Linked DNA regions of Mus musculus: all the other regions are linked to region 3. The links are chromatin contacts, called in public HiChIP or PLAC-seq and Micro-C maps. All regions are on one chromosome and are shown on one strand. The core of a region is the stretch at or near the end of the contact, and the rest is flanking DNA. Distances in the headings are between cores, read along the strand shown.

What was found. Hi-C and Micro-C count contacts between places; a contact is called where the count stands out from the background. HiChIP or PLAC-seq counts read pairs in DNA pulled down with a chosen protein or histone mark.
Region 1: a contact with region 3 is called in a Micro-C map of embryonic stem cells, with 4 times the contacts expected there. The contact joins the promoter of Anapc4 here to the promoter of Lgi2 in region 3. A contact is called at or near these places in 5 of 39 promoter capture datasets (embryonic stem cells, hippocampal neurons and trophoblast stem cells), 3 of 484 Hi-C or Micro-C datasets (the G1E-ER4 cell line and embryonic stem cells), 2 of 115 datasets of contacts at active chromatin or transcription factors (embryonic stem cells and stem cell-derived neural progenitor cells) and 3 of 9 other capture datasets (adipose tissue, embryonic stem cells and pancreatic islet).
Region 2: a contact with region 3 is called in an H3K4me3 HiChIP or PLAC-seq map of forebrain, with 4 times the contacts expected there. The contact joins the enhancer-like site here to the promoter of Lgi2 in region 3. A contact is called at or near these places in 14 of 39 promoter capture datasets (the 3T3-L1 cell line, the C10 cell line, the SN4741 cell line and 8 more), 9 of 484 Hi-C or Micro-C datasets (all in embryonic stem cells), 8 of 115 datasets of contacts at active chromatin or transcription factors (acute myeloid leukemia, embryonic forebrain, embryonic stem cells and 1 more) and 1 of 9 other capture datasets (liver).

The regions. Positions count from the first base shown.
Region 1 is chr5:52,832,655-52,837,108 of GRCm38.p6, reverse strand. Anapc4 (anaphase promoting complex subunit 4) reads right to left here and starts at 2,974. Exons shown (of 28, transcript NM_024213.2): 1 at 2,717-2,974; 2 at 1,326-1,431. The coding sequence starts at 2,845.
Region 2 is chr5:52,109,729-52,114,378 of GRCm38.p6, reverse strand. It overlaps a transcript of Ppargc1a not described here. Among named protein-coding and RNA genes, the nearest start is that of Gm40302, 18 kb to the left of the region's middle. Within about 2 kb of position 3,193, at least 11 of the 459 cell types and tissues checked have an H3K27ac peak or open chromatin away from gene starts, as enhancers often do. A contact at or near this core is called in forebrain and hippocampal neurons, where this site is marked.
Region 3 is chr5:52,564,313-52,568,917 of GRCm38.p6, reverse strand. Lgi2 (leucine-rich repeat LGI family, member 2) reads left to right here and starts at 2,612. Exons shown (of 8, transcript NM_001310604.1): 1 at 2,612-3,000. The coding sequence starts at 2,813.

The DNA of each region.
Region 1 (4,454 bases), core at 1,725-4,224, 270 kb before region 3:
ACATTGTCAGAGCTGCTCACCAAAACAGCTATCAAACAAGCTTTAAGTACTTATATTTATTTAAAAAAAAAAAAAAAAGAAAAAGAAAAAAACAAAACTAAGCAGGAGGACATACTCATATTACAAATGTAATTTATTTTTTTTCTTAAAGTACCTTCAGGCTTGCTCAACCTTTTGCCACAGTGATACAATGTAGTTAACCATGAAGTTCACATTAGAGAACTATGCAATCACATTACAAAAAACAAAAAAAAAAAAAGAAAAAAGAAAAAAAAATAAGAATAATAATAGAGAAACCCTCCACAAACAAAGAAACAAAAAAAAAAAAAAAAAACCCAAAGTTTTGAGGACGTTAAAATTTTGTGCTGGGCCATATTCATTGTTATACAGAGTCCCATGTGACTTATAGACCACAAGCTGGACACCCTGATAAACTTCAAGCTGCAGCCCATAGCAATTTACTATTCTAACACTAGGACTAACTGCTCCAGAAACTATCAATTTAAGAAACTAAACAAGACAGCACAGTGGTGGTGCAAGCCTTTAATCCCAGCACTTGGGAGGCAGAGGCAGGAGATTTCTGAGTTCGAGGCCATCCTGGTCTACAGAATGAGTTCCAGGACAGCCAGGACTACACAGAGAAACCCTGTCTTGAAAAACAAACAAACAAACAAACAAACTAAACAAGATACACACACACACACACACCCCCATGGAAGATGAATGATCTGAGCCACGACAGCAGGAAAAGACCTTTGGGAAATGTAGAGTCACAGTGCGCAGCCCCTCCTGAGTGGTAGCTTACATAGAGGAGATTTATGAACCTCACATTTAGTACTAACTGAATTTGGGGGAGAAAAAGACTGTGATGGCACTGAATGGACTCATGAGTGGTGAATGGTACTTGGATCAAATGATGTAGGACAAGAGAGCAGAGAGAGCCAAAGCCAATTATTCTGCAAATGTCTCAGACTTTGATCCTATCTGCCACAAAGCCAGGGCTCATTAAAGACTTATCCCTGCCAACAACAGACTTTCATGAAAAATATAAGCATTCTAATAAGAAAAAAAAGTCTCAAACTAGTACTTATAGTTCTAATATAGGGCCAGATACGGTAGGCCACACATGTCCTTAATCTCAGCACCTGGGAGGCAGAAGCAGGTGGATCTCTGGTTTACACAAAGAGTCCTAGGCCAGTCAGGGTTATACAGTAAGACCTATACAACAGAAACAAAACCATAATTCTAAAATATACCAAGAAAAAGTACTGTTTTTAGACTATCCTTTTGGAAATAAGAGATACACGTTTGTAGCATTATCATACGTTTGCCGTCTGGTCTCCAGGCCAAGCAGGTCACTTCTTTTCCTGTACTTTCATTTGGTGGGAAACTCCAAACTCGATGAAAACTTGCAAGGCGATGCAGCAAAACCTAAGATGAAAAGACATGATAGCAGAAAGCTGCAAACTCACCTGCAGAGATAAAATGAACCTAGACCCACAGAACAAAAATTTTAATTACTACTTTTGAGTATTTTTTTTTGCAATCTACAGAACAACAGTGTCCAAACGAATGTAAGACATTTTCAAAGAAATGGGTGAACTCAGAAGGCCCAACTTAGTCCTGTACTCTACATATTTTCTTTCTTTTTTTTTTTTTAAGGTACACCTACATGTATGTATTTGTACCACATTTGTGCAGTCAGTGCCCCAGGAGGCCAGAAGAGGCCATCAGTTCTCCCTGGAACTGAAGCTACCGACAGTTGTGACCATGTGGGTGCTATGAACCAAACCTAGGTCATTTATAAGAACAGCAAGTGCTCTTGATAGCTGAGCCATGTCTCCAGCCCCTTTTGTATCTTTTAAACTTACCTTTTTGAAAAGGTTAAAAAGCCTATCCAAGACAATAGACAAAAGAAGTAACACAAACAACATGAATATGTAGGTGACATAGTAAAATAACAACAATAATGACTGCACTCTTAGCCCACGCCTTAGCTATGTCACCAGCCATGGATCTTAGAGACAGAGCCGTGCCACACAACACGATAATGCAATCTGGCACACTAAGCATTTCTGGGTGCTAGGCCTTCCTTACCACCTAGTTTTACATAGGTGAGGGTGCTAAGTGGCATGGATGATGGGACCCTTTCAAGATGGCTGTCAGGTAATAGTCATCCTCCACAGAAAGATGGGTATCTAGTTGTACTTGATATCGCATGTTCACGTTCCTAATGTCAGAAATGCTAACTGACAACGTCCACACGCATTCTGTCTGCAATTCTGTGAGGCATCAGCCTTTCAACTTAAAGATCTTCTAAATAGCTAGATGTAACAAAGATGTAAAACCTCGGAACCAAGCATCCTCTGTAGCAACTGCACACACACACACACTTCCAGTTGGACTTGACAGTTCATCTTCATTCTCTACTAATCTGAAACCAACTTTGGGCGGGGTCTGATGGTGCATCCCTGGCCAAATCAATTCCTGGAGTCCTGGGTGTGCAGAACTTGGAGGGAATTTGTTCTTCTGGGCCATACAGGAAATGGAATACACATCCTGTCTGGAAGGCACAGTATTTTACACAGTCTCTTAAAGTTAACAGCCATGCTGAGATGTAGGGGCAGGAGAGATGTGCGATTCGCCACGTCTGCCAAAGGGGAAACTGAGGCTCGAGGGTCCCAGCCCAGGCGACCTCTCTCACCAGCTCACTTACCTCGCCTGTAGTGTTGGCCAAAGCAATGAGGTCTCGCTTGGGGGACCAGGCCAAGAAAATAATCTCCTGTGGCAGCTGCTTCTCTCCCACCACCCGAAAGGATGGGAAACAGGTCGGAAAGCGCAGCATGGGTGCGGCCCTGCAACGACGTGCGCGAGAAGGCCGCCGGAGCACCCGGCCACAAAGCTCTGGCACAAAGCCCTGCCAGCAGCGGTACCTGCCAGAGTCGCAGACTCGGCCTACTCCTAGCCAGCGGCCTTCCCCGCCCTCTCACTCCGCCCTCCGCGCTCGGAGAAAGCTTCCGGCGCCGACGCCGGGACGTCTTCGCGAGAGGAAGTGAGTGGCACAGCAGCCGCGCGCCGGTGGGGCGGGGAGAGCGCAGGGCGGGGCTTGATGTAGGGCGGAGCCGTGTGGGCGGGGCGAGCGAGTGCTTAGGGCAAAGTTAGCCTAGGCTACAGCGGGTGAGGGCGGGGCTAGAAGGGAGCGGAGCTAGGCCGTAGCTGGGCGTGGCTAGGGCGGAGCGAGCTCTGGTGTCTCGGAGGTCCCCTACTCTGGGCTGCCCGCTGCACAGCAAGTACCAAAGGAATCCTTAACCCTGTATACGCGGACGTGTGGGAACCCTTCCAGGCCTTTTCCGTTTGCTCAGAAATTCGCTGCTGTGTACACAATCCCTTTTGTTCTAGGTTTAGGCTCTAATCAAAACTCCGGACTCACACACTGGACCTCCTTTGGCACACAGTCGTTTTCAGCCCTGGATGCATTGTAGAATTTAAAACAACAAACCTCTCTATCAGGCAGCATTTTAGCAAATTAAAAGAGGGTTAACATTGGACGGAAATCACCATTTAAAAAGAAAACAAAACACTGAATGATTCCTATCTACAGACATATACTGTTAAAGTGCTTGCACCCTCCCTAACAGGGACAAATAGTGTGTTTTCTTTCGCCTTATTTAAATGATTTCTTGACTTGTAGCAAACTCACCACAGTTAAGAGGAAACAGGATTTATTCTGTGGCTATCTAAGCATTCAATTTTGTGAGAAAATGTGGACAGACACTGCCCAGGCAACCTCAATTGTCAATCTGTTGATCACAACTGCTCTGGGTTTTAAGTATAAAGACCACTCTGCAAGAAGGGAGAGCAAAGTAAGTCTACATTTTATCATCAGTAGTACTGTTTATCAAAACTGTTTCCCTCTGTCATGGTTTGAATATGCTTTGCCCAGGGGGTGGCACCATTTGGAGGTGTGGCCTTGTTGGAGTAGGTGTGTCACTGTGGGTGTGAGCTTTAAGACCTCATCCTAGCTGCCTTGAAGTCAGTATGCTGCTAGCAGACTTGATATGAAGTAGTAGAGCTCTCAGCTTCTCCTGCACCATGCCTGCCTGGATGCTGCCATGTTCCCACCTTGATGATGTCCGACTGAACCTCTGAACTCAGAGATCTGCATGGCTCTGCCGCCTGTAATGCTGGAATTAAAGGTGTATACCACCATGCCTGAATCTAAACTTAGCTGGATGGGATCTTACCCCCAATCCCTTAATCTTTTATTTCCTAGAACGTAAGATTCAGCTCCATTTCACTTCCTGGTGCCCCTTTAATATGTGAACCACATTTTGTATTTTTCCTTTCTAAACTTGCTATGCTTATTTAAAATGTTCTTCATGAGACTTAACCAGAGAACAAGGTCTCTGCTGGGCTTTTTTGAGACTTTGTCAATGCAATTAATATAAGTCTCT
Region 2 (4,650 bases), core at 1,944-4,443, 460 kb after region 3:
TGGGAGGAAGAGAGAGATTGTGTGTGTGTGTGTGTGTGTGTGTGTGTGTGTCTGCGCGCGCTCGTGTGTGTACGGCTTGGGAAAGTTGGGGCCAGAAGCTAGGTGGAAGAGCATTGGTGAAAGCGGCACCAACTCGGTGGACCGGCCAGGGCTCCGGGAGTTCTTGGGCCCCGTGGAGCGCGCACCCGAGGGCGCGGGCCCGCGAAGCTGAGGGTGCCGAAGGGAACTGCTCAGTCCCGCACGGCTCTCCAGGCTGCTGCGGCGTCTCTCTCCCAGAGCCCGCCCGCCAGCCTCTGGCCGCTCTCGGGGCTGCCCGCCGCGCTTGCCCGCGCTGGCGCGCTCCCTCCGGGGCCCAGATCTCAGCGCGCTCCTGTGAGCTCGCGCATAGGGGAAAAAAATAAAAATAAATAAACAAATAAATAAACAAACCGAAGCCCTAAAGCTAAACAACCGAAAAAATGTACTTCGTTACTCCCTCGTCACCCTCCACGTCTCCCAGGCACAAATAGCCAAAGTAGTAGTGGCCAGGTGATGACCTCGCCTCCTCGGCGTGGGCTCTCCGGATCCCGCCGCGGCCGCCAGAGTGAATAATACATAAACCGCTCGGGAGATCCAAAAGGCTCCTGCCGCCTCAACCGCCCGGGAGCGGGGCCACAAGATCCCGCCAGCCGGCCGGCCGCTGCTGCGATGGGGCGCCGGGCCGCCCCCAGATCAGCCGGCAGGTCGCGGGGCGCAGAGCGGCGGGAGAGAGCAGGCCCGCCTGCGACCGGAAACTTGCGGGGAGCTGCCGAGGTGGTCGCGCTGCTGGTGGAGTTGGGGGACCCTGGAGAGACACGGCTGGGGTCAAGGGGGCGCCCTGGCTGCAGGTTGTGAGAGCCCCGAGGCTTTTCTACCATCTACCACACCCCGCACGGCAGGTTCCGGGTACTCTCTCCACGCCTGTCCTTGCCGAAAGCCACGGACCCCTCCGGCTTGGCAAACTCCAGTCTCCAGGAGCCTGCGTGAGCGCGCCTCTGTGTGTGTGTGTGTGTGTGTGTGTGTGTGTGTGTGTGTGTGTGTGTGTGTGTGTGTGTGTGTGTGTGGTGTATGACGCGCGTGTGGCTGTCGATGAGTCAGAAACCAACCCCAGCTCGCCTTTGAGGACAGAGGCGCGGACCTGAGGCTTGAAGCACACACCCGCCACCAGCCCTGGGGGCTGTAGGGGATTCCTCGGCAGCGCCGCGCCTCCCAGTCCTGGACCGGAATGCTTTAGGCTAAGTTTCCGGGCAAGTGGCTCCGACCAACACCGCAGGGAGCAGAAACTCGACTGCTTGCTATTCTTCGGGAAGAAGAGAGAAGGGAGACCCGGTGGGTGTCGCCAGGCGCTCAGCAACGCCGCTCTAGAGCCACGGGAGGCTTCGCAGCATCTTTAAGGAGACAGGAAAGGAGTCCAAGAGCTTGGAAGAGACGAGGGCAGGGCCTTGTTTCGCAAGATGGGCAGTCACGTGCAAACTCCTTGGCAGCCCGAGTTGGTGGGCGTCAGGGTCGGGGCAGGGGTGCCAGGCAGGTTCGTAGGGTCAGGTTGGGAAACCTGAAAAAGATGAGAACCTTGAAGAGGGATCCTTTTCGAAAGAGGCAAACTATTGGCTTCTCTTCGGGTAAAGTTAGTTTAAGTTGATTAGGAAAAAGCATCTCCCTCAAAGACAACATCTTTCTTCTAGAAAGGGGCACTCGCGTTGCTAAGAAAATGGCAAGAATGTCTGAAAAAGCAGCTGGTGCTGCTCTGTGGATGGTGATTAGCTCACAGACTGGTACTGGGGAGCGAGCTAACCTGAGTGCAGAGAAATTGGCTGGCGGGGAGAGCAGATGATTTGAAGTATTGATTTCTTCCACCAGTGGTACGGTATGAACTTTAAGATAAAGTGCAGAAACAAACGAAAGACAAGCATTGTTAGAGGAAGGGGCGGTCACTACCCTAGCTCTGCTTGTCCGGTGGGAAGTGCTGGCGAGCGTTGCCTTAGGAGACTTGAGGTTTCCGGCTCAGCCACCGTCACCATTTTCAAGGAAGGAGAATTATACAGCGTGTGCATTAGGCCTTGCTGAGCTCCAGTTTGCCCTTTCAGCATCTGAGCATGGGCAAATGACTACGAAAACTGCTTGCAACTACTGTTCCTACGGAGGACAAGGAGAAAACAAAGGCAATAGTTTCACATTTTATCCCAGGATTCAGGCAGCGTTGACTTGGGGAGAGAGGCCTGGGCCAAAATTTGAAAGAGTGAGACTTATTCATGATTTTACCTGAATTGCTGCCAAAAAAGCGTACAAACCCTTCATTCCCTAAAAATAGCATCGTTCTTCAAGTGTAATTTGTTTACCTCAATTAAAAATAAAACCCACTTCTTAGTGTTATAAAGTGCTTATGAAGGTAAGGGTTGGCTGTACTAAAAAAAATCAAGCTTTTTATTTCTAGATCAATATGATGTGCTCTCAACATCTAATACCATGTAAAAGGAACCTTTTTACAACATCAATAGCAGGCAGGCATGTCTACTAAGAACCTCCTTTCCTGGAATCCCAAGGCTGTTTGATTTCTTTCGTTTTCACAAGAAGCACGATTATGACACCGTTCATTATAAACAAGGGGTTGAAAAATAGGACGAGATGGAAAATCTGGAAAGTAGCGAGTCATTTATTCACTTATAAAAACCAGGCAAACAAAAACAAGCAAATAAACAGACATTAAAAATACTCCAGCTACGGATCATCGTGGAAAGGAAAGAATTTAGTTATTTTGTGACATTTATTGAAGCTGGAGGGGGTGGCTTGTTGATTTTTTTTTTTTTAGAGAGAGAGAGAGAGAGAGAGAGAGAGAGAGAAAGAGTCTAATGTGTATTAGAGCCGAAACTACATCTGTTGCCATTTAGAAACTGGGAGATTCCATCCTGTTTCTGAGACCATGCTGCAGGTATTTTTGCATGGGCTTTCCAATGTGCAAAACAAACCACAAGTGTGTGTGTGTGTGTGTGTGTGTGTGTGTGTGTGGGCAGGAGTGGAGTGTGTGTGTGTGTGTGGGGGGGGGAAGCATCTGCTGAGGAGGAACCTGTTTCAGTTAGAATGAAACCCCCAATTAAAGTGTATCTGTGAGATGTGTCTGCTTTGGCTCAGTGCAGCAGACGGCAGCCCGTTCTTTAATTTACAGTTTCACGCCTAGGGATGGCAGCAGAGCAAGCTTCCAGCCCTCAGCTTTCTCTTTTTATGTTTTGCCTTTCAGCCTGGGCTTCTCCCCTGGAGTTGTTTAAGCGGTCAGGCTCCATCCTTGGCCATTATCTGCTTGCTTTTAGGACCTGGGTCACCTTATTAGTTGCCACTATGTCAGCCCAGATCGAAGCAGGCCAGGTCTGTATGATACAGAATCAATCAGTTGAAAGTGAAAAATGAAGCCAATTAGCTGATTGCGTGGGTGTCCCAGAGAGGCCTGACATCTGACTTTCCTCACCTGATCGGACAGTTCCTTGGTTCCCTGGTAGCTTAACCCCCAAGTTTGTGAAAGATGCATCACTATCTGGTGTGACTATGCATTTTAACTTTCTTTTGCCTCCTGCACCATCAACCTCTGAGCTTTCAATAGAAAATGGCCTCCCTGGAAGAACAGCCCAGATGCATCTTTGCAGAGCAGGCAGGGTTCCTGTTGAATTTGGCTCTATAGTTTTTGTTATTCAGTGCTTGGGGCTCTTTGCACTTCATCTTGTCTAGCAACGTAGAAGTTTTAATACAGGCTCATTACAGAAGATAGGTAGGTAAGTTGTTGAACACGTCTGTCTGTTCTTTTGTTTTTGGTAGGAGTAGGAGAAGCTTGGCATTAGTTCTGGGAATAGAGATAGACAAAGCAGGAAACACCAGGTAGAATTGAATATATGTATGCTTTCTTTCCGACTATTCCACAATTCTTAAAGTGATGACAGTGTTTAGATCCATAGAGATGTACCTAAGGCTTGCAACTGGGAGGAATCTACTTCCATTTCCAGCACCTACGTAAACATCACAGGCATGGTGGCATACTGTGGATGCAGAGACAGGAAGCTGCCTGGGGCTCACAGCATAGCCAGTTCAGCTTAGTGAGTGAACTCTGGAACAGTGTTGACAGTAGTGATGATGGTGCTGGTGAGCGTGATACCCGAGGCTGTCTTTTAGCTTCTGCATGCACACATGAGCATACTCACCCATGTATGATGTATGTCTGTTTACACATACATGACACAGTGCACAGTAACAAAAAGAAAGACTTGTCGGGACATACATCGGTTGCCACGGTCTTCCGGTAAGATGAGCTTCCTCTTGGTAGCTTTGGTTTGAAAATATCCTGCACCTTTATAAATTTCTATAGACACAAGATCACAGGATTTTGATTGTGGCTACTACTTTTTTTTTAAAATGCTGTTTCAAACACTTTACACCGGTATGACTCCTTTAGTCTCCATAACAACACGGGGTAGAGCCTTGTCTTGTTATTCCCATTTTACAGAGAATGCAAACAAGACAGAATTAAGTGCTAGTTAGGAGCAAGTAGTGGGGACTGGTTGGGCAGCCAGAGGCCAGCTTCCTCTTACTGTCTCCACTCCATTCCTCTCTGCAACACAAAAGCACTGTGAGGCTACACACCCATCCCTTGAA
Region 3 (4,605 bases), core at 1,363-3,862:
ACTTAGAGTCTCTACCAGAGCCTAAACAAATAACAGCTCTGCCAGGCCTACTCCTCTGGTCTTTTTCTGCACTCTACTCAGAATGGGCTGCAGCTGATTCTAGCTTGCTGGCGATTTGAATGAGAATCCCCCCCCCCCCCCAATAGGCTTATATCTTTGAACGTTTGGTCTCCAGTTGGTGGATCTGTTTGGGAAGGACTAGGAGGTGTGGCTATGTTGAGGAGGTGTGTCCCTGCTTAGTGGGCTTTGAGATTTCAAGAGCCCATGCCATTTCCCCAGTTAGCTTTCTCTCTCTGCCTCTTATTTGCATATCAGGATGTGTGCGTATGGGTGTGTTTGTGTATGTGTGTGTGACTAGTCTATGGTAATATGTGGTTTACATCGATGTTCCTGTTGGATACATGGTGACCTTCAGCGATATCTGTGATGGTTATGGTTGAGTGCCAACTGGAATTACCTAGAGGACAAACCTTCAGGAACATCTTTGAGGAACTATTTAGCTTAAATCAGTCTTTCAGTGAGATGGAAACTTTAGTGTTCTTTGGAAAGTCAGTTGTGTTGGATGGTGTTTTGCTGGGTGGAACATGAAGGAACATTTCACTGAAGTGGACACAGGTGAAAGGCTAAGGCCGACCCGTCAATGAACATTTCACCGAAGCAAACAGCGGTGAAAGGACACATGATGAAGGATCCTTTGCTCATGTGCATGTATTGGTCCGCCTTATGTTGCATAGTTGAGCTTCATTTGTCAGGACTCCATAGAGAGAAACGCACTGAAAAAGTTCTGGTGGTGTGCTGCGGCTTCTTGTCACTTCTGTAGACTCGGTCTGATGACAGAGTGATGTCAGCTGAGACAGACTCATGTGCTGAGGCAAGACCTGTGGGGGACATGTGATGGTTGGAGGGATTATAGATAGGACTCAACAGACAGTGAGGGAGGCTGAGCTGGCTTGCCAGCAGAGCTAGCTGAACAATGCTTGTTGGTCTCCTGTCTTTGCTGATCTTTGCTTCTCTGAGAGAGGCACAACTGAGAACTTCTTTTGGTGTCCCTCCTGGTCCCACCTGCTGATTGGTGCTGAGGCTGAGCCCTGGATATCTCTGCTAGATAGTGCCACTGTTGCTTATTTGTGATGTTTCTGTTAGGATATTTCATCATAGCAACAGGAAAAGTAACTAAGACCGTGTTTTACTCTTTCCATGAAGTGCCATAGTAGCATCCCATGTTCTACCCTTTGGCCAGTCTCTTATATCCATGTAACTATGGGAAGGTCCTTCTATTGGGCTATCTGTCCAGCTACTGAAGTTTCCTGCCCATAGGGAGAGTTTTTCTCTTTTCCCATAGTGGACAGCCAGATATTTCCCCCGTTGAATTGTGCTAAAATGATTCAGGAATAAGAGGCAGCACCGATGAATTTCCTCTTCTGCACTGGCTGTACTTGTTTCAGGCACACGCTAACATCAGAATGGTTTGCCCAGGTTGGTAGCCTGATGGACAGGTCTGAGCTCAGAGCAGTTGCAGGGGTGGGGTAGGGGAATCTATAATGCTTTGTTCTGCTTTGGCATTTCCTTCCATGCCCCCAGCAGCACACGACCTTATGATAACATTAACGCTCCTTAAGACAGATTCTAGAAGTAAAAAGGGTTTCCCTGGGGCCAGTTACAAATCCCCATCTCAGGCTCCAGTCTTTCTCTTTGGTGTTGACTGTTAACAGCACACTCTGACAGCTACCCAGGACTCCTGGGCTTCAGTTTTCTCATCAGTTAAATTCTTGAAGATGGATAGCATCCGCTAAGGGTTAGGAGATGAAAGGCCCAGTGCTCAGAGCAACAAACTCTGTCTCTCCTAACAATCTGTGTCCCCCATCATTTAATCAGGGGGTGGGGGTGGGGCGTAGCTACCGTGTGTAGCTACCGTGTTGAGCCAGGAAACTTTTCTTCGCAGGCTAGGTTCTTGCAAGGCCCAACAGCCAGGCAGGGGATACCCTGCTGTAGCAGTTTTGCGATTCTAGTTTTCTTGGGCAACTGAAAAGGGATGGCTTCAGTGAGCTGAGGTGCAGTGGAGACTCAGACCCCACAGAAACATGGTGGGCCAGCCAAGGTGGCCCAGTCGGGTCCCTGTGCTACAGTCATTTAGGTCCTCTGTAAGATAAATGAAGTCTGCACAAAGGTCTGGCCTCTTCGGGGCACTCGGGGATAGAGACCTTTCTCCCAGGTCAAGACAGTGCTCCCCACTCCTACTTTTCTGGGGGTGTAGAGGCTCCAGTTCTTACGGTTTCTACTTTCTAAAATTTATTTATTTATTTATTTATTTATTTATTTTTTGCGGGGAAGGAAGCTCAGGATTTGACCCCGTAGAAAGGAGTCCACTGTCTGTGAAATCCTTTGCAGCCACAGAAGGATTGCGGGTCCCTGCTCCCAGGGGGTCTGAGCCACGGCTGGCCCCTCCCCCAAGGTCATCCAACTTTTCCTCCCCCCCCCTCCCCCGCGGGGCGGGCCCCCGCGTGCATTATTCATTGGTCCGGGCCCGCGGCAGGCGCGGGTGCTGATGTCAGGCCAGCGCGGGTGAGGCGGTGCGGCGGCCGCCCAGCAGCCCGGGCGCGGGTGGGGGGGCGCCGAGTGGGGGTGGCGGCCAGCATGCTGCTCGGCTGCGGCTCGGCCTCCCACACCCGCGGCGCCCGCGTCCTCGCCAGCAGCGCTGGCGGCCGATCGGCAAGCGGCACCCGCGTCTGCTGCGGCGCTGGGTCCGAGCGCACGGCGCGGGGCGGCGGCGGCGGCGGGGGTCCGAGCCCGGGCGGGGACCCGGGGACCCGGCATGGCGCTATGGAGAGGCGGCGGGGCGCTGGGGTTGCTGCTGCTGAGCGCCGCGTGCCTCATCCCGCCGAGCGCGCAGGTGAGGCGGTTGGCGCGCTGCCCCGCCACTTGCAGCTGTACCAAGGAGTCCATCATCTGCGTGGGCTCCTCTTGGGTGCCTAGGATCGTGCCTGGCGACATCAGCTCCCTGTGAGTGGGACCCCTCCATCTCCGCCCCGCCCTGCCCTGCCCTGCGCCGGCCGCCGCCAGGGAGTTGCGGCTGGTGCTGGGGCAGCGCCACCTGACCCTGCTCCTTAGTCCCTTTCTTTGCCTTTGGGTTGGGGGGCACGGAACGTGGGTGGAATCTGTGTGGAGTGGAGGGTGGGGTGGGGGGCGACTCTAAACCCCAGAGTACGGGAATCCAGACAGGTCCGCGTGACAGTTTCTCATTGTGGCCCGAGGCCACCTGCATCAGACCTACCTGGGGGGGAGCTGATGCTACTGCAGACCCAGGGCCCACCATGGGATAGGGTCTCTGCACCAGAGTTCACAGCCTGTATTTCGGGCCACGAGGTGATCCTTGGGGCACCTTAAAGTTTTGAGTGGTTCTGTTGTGTTGGTGAGTGGGTGGGTGTGTGACTGGAGAGCAGCTGTATGCGCCCGGATTGAGCGGCTAATTAGGAATGGGTGAGGCCTCACTGCAGCGGGCCTCAGCTCTGCTGGGAGGTTGGCCCCCTCCTGACCTCTCCACACTGCAGGCTAGGAAATGCCTAAGCTGTGCAAAGGCACACAGCTTCTGGAAGTAGAGGGGTTACTCCACGTGGCTTAGAGAGGGGAAACCCGGAAGACTTCTAAGTGCTTTTCCGTATATGGTGTCCAGCCGAGCCCCCTAGTGAGGGAAACCTTCCAACTTCTTGCCTTGAGTTCAAGAGGGCCCCCTTTTTACCATCTTTCTCCATGGTGGGTTGTATTACCAGCACTGACAGAACTAACCAGAGAGATTCCTCCACTTGCTTGCTAAGCACTTTCAACTAGGTCTCACACAGTGGCAATAGTGAAGTGTTGCTATGGAAGGGATCTGAGGGTGGTCTGTTTATTGCTGGGGCATCTCTTGCTAGGACAGCCCCTTATTCCAGGCTGAGGTGCTGGAGTACCCCTGCAGATGTAGAGGAGGGGATCCTGAGGGTAAGGTAGTTCTGGGTACCACGTTGCTTGTGCCTTCTCCATCGTGTCCTGTGCTTCTTCAAGGCAAAAACAGCATCAGCGTACAGGGAGGGAGAGGGTTCAAGGTCCTGTTTACATCTGTAAAAAGTTGGAAGAGTTTGGCTGTGGGCACAGCAGGCCCGTTTGCCTCTTACTCTTGCTAAATTAGATCACATGGAGGATTCTAGAATTTCTCTTGTTAAACCCTTTGGATGGGATCAAAGCTGAAGTGTTCTGCATGTTAACTCCAGTCATGTATGGAAATCCTGCTGTGGCCAGAAAGGGCAGGAGACCCTGAGGCAGAAGCAGCCAAGCTTCTTTTCCCAGCTCGACCATTTATCTGGCAGATGGCCCTGCCTCTCGCTTCCTGGGCCAGTTCAGGTGTCTCTGAGTTTCCCCCAAGGCTTTCACAGTGCATTTAGTCAGAAGTGCTCTGAGTGTCTTCCAGAGACTTGTGCTTCCAAGGGGGGAATGCTTAATCCTACCCCAGAGTTTTGTGGGCCAACATTAACTTTGTGTCTGCACAAACAGAATCCTGGGTGAAGTAATTATCCACCTTCAGCGGAGGCCTCCTGTAGTTAAGGGAGGGAAGCTCGGGAATTGATTTAAGCT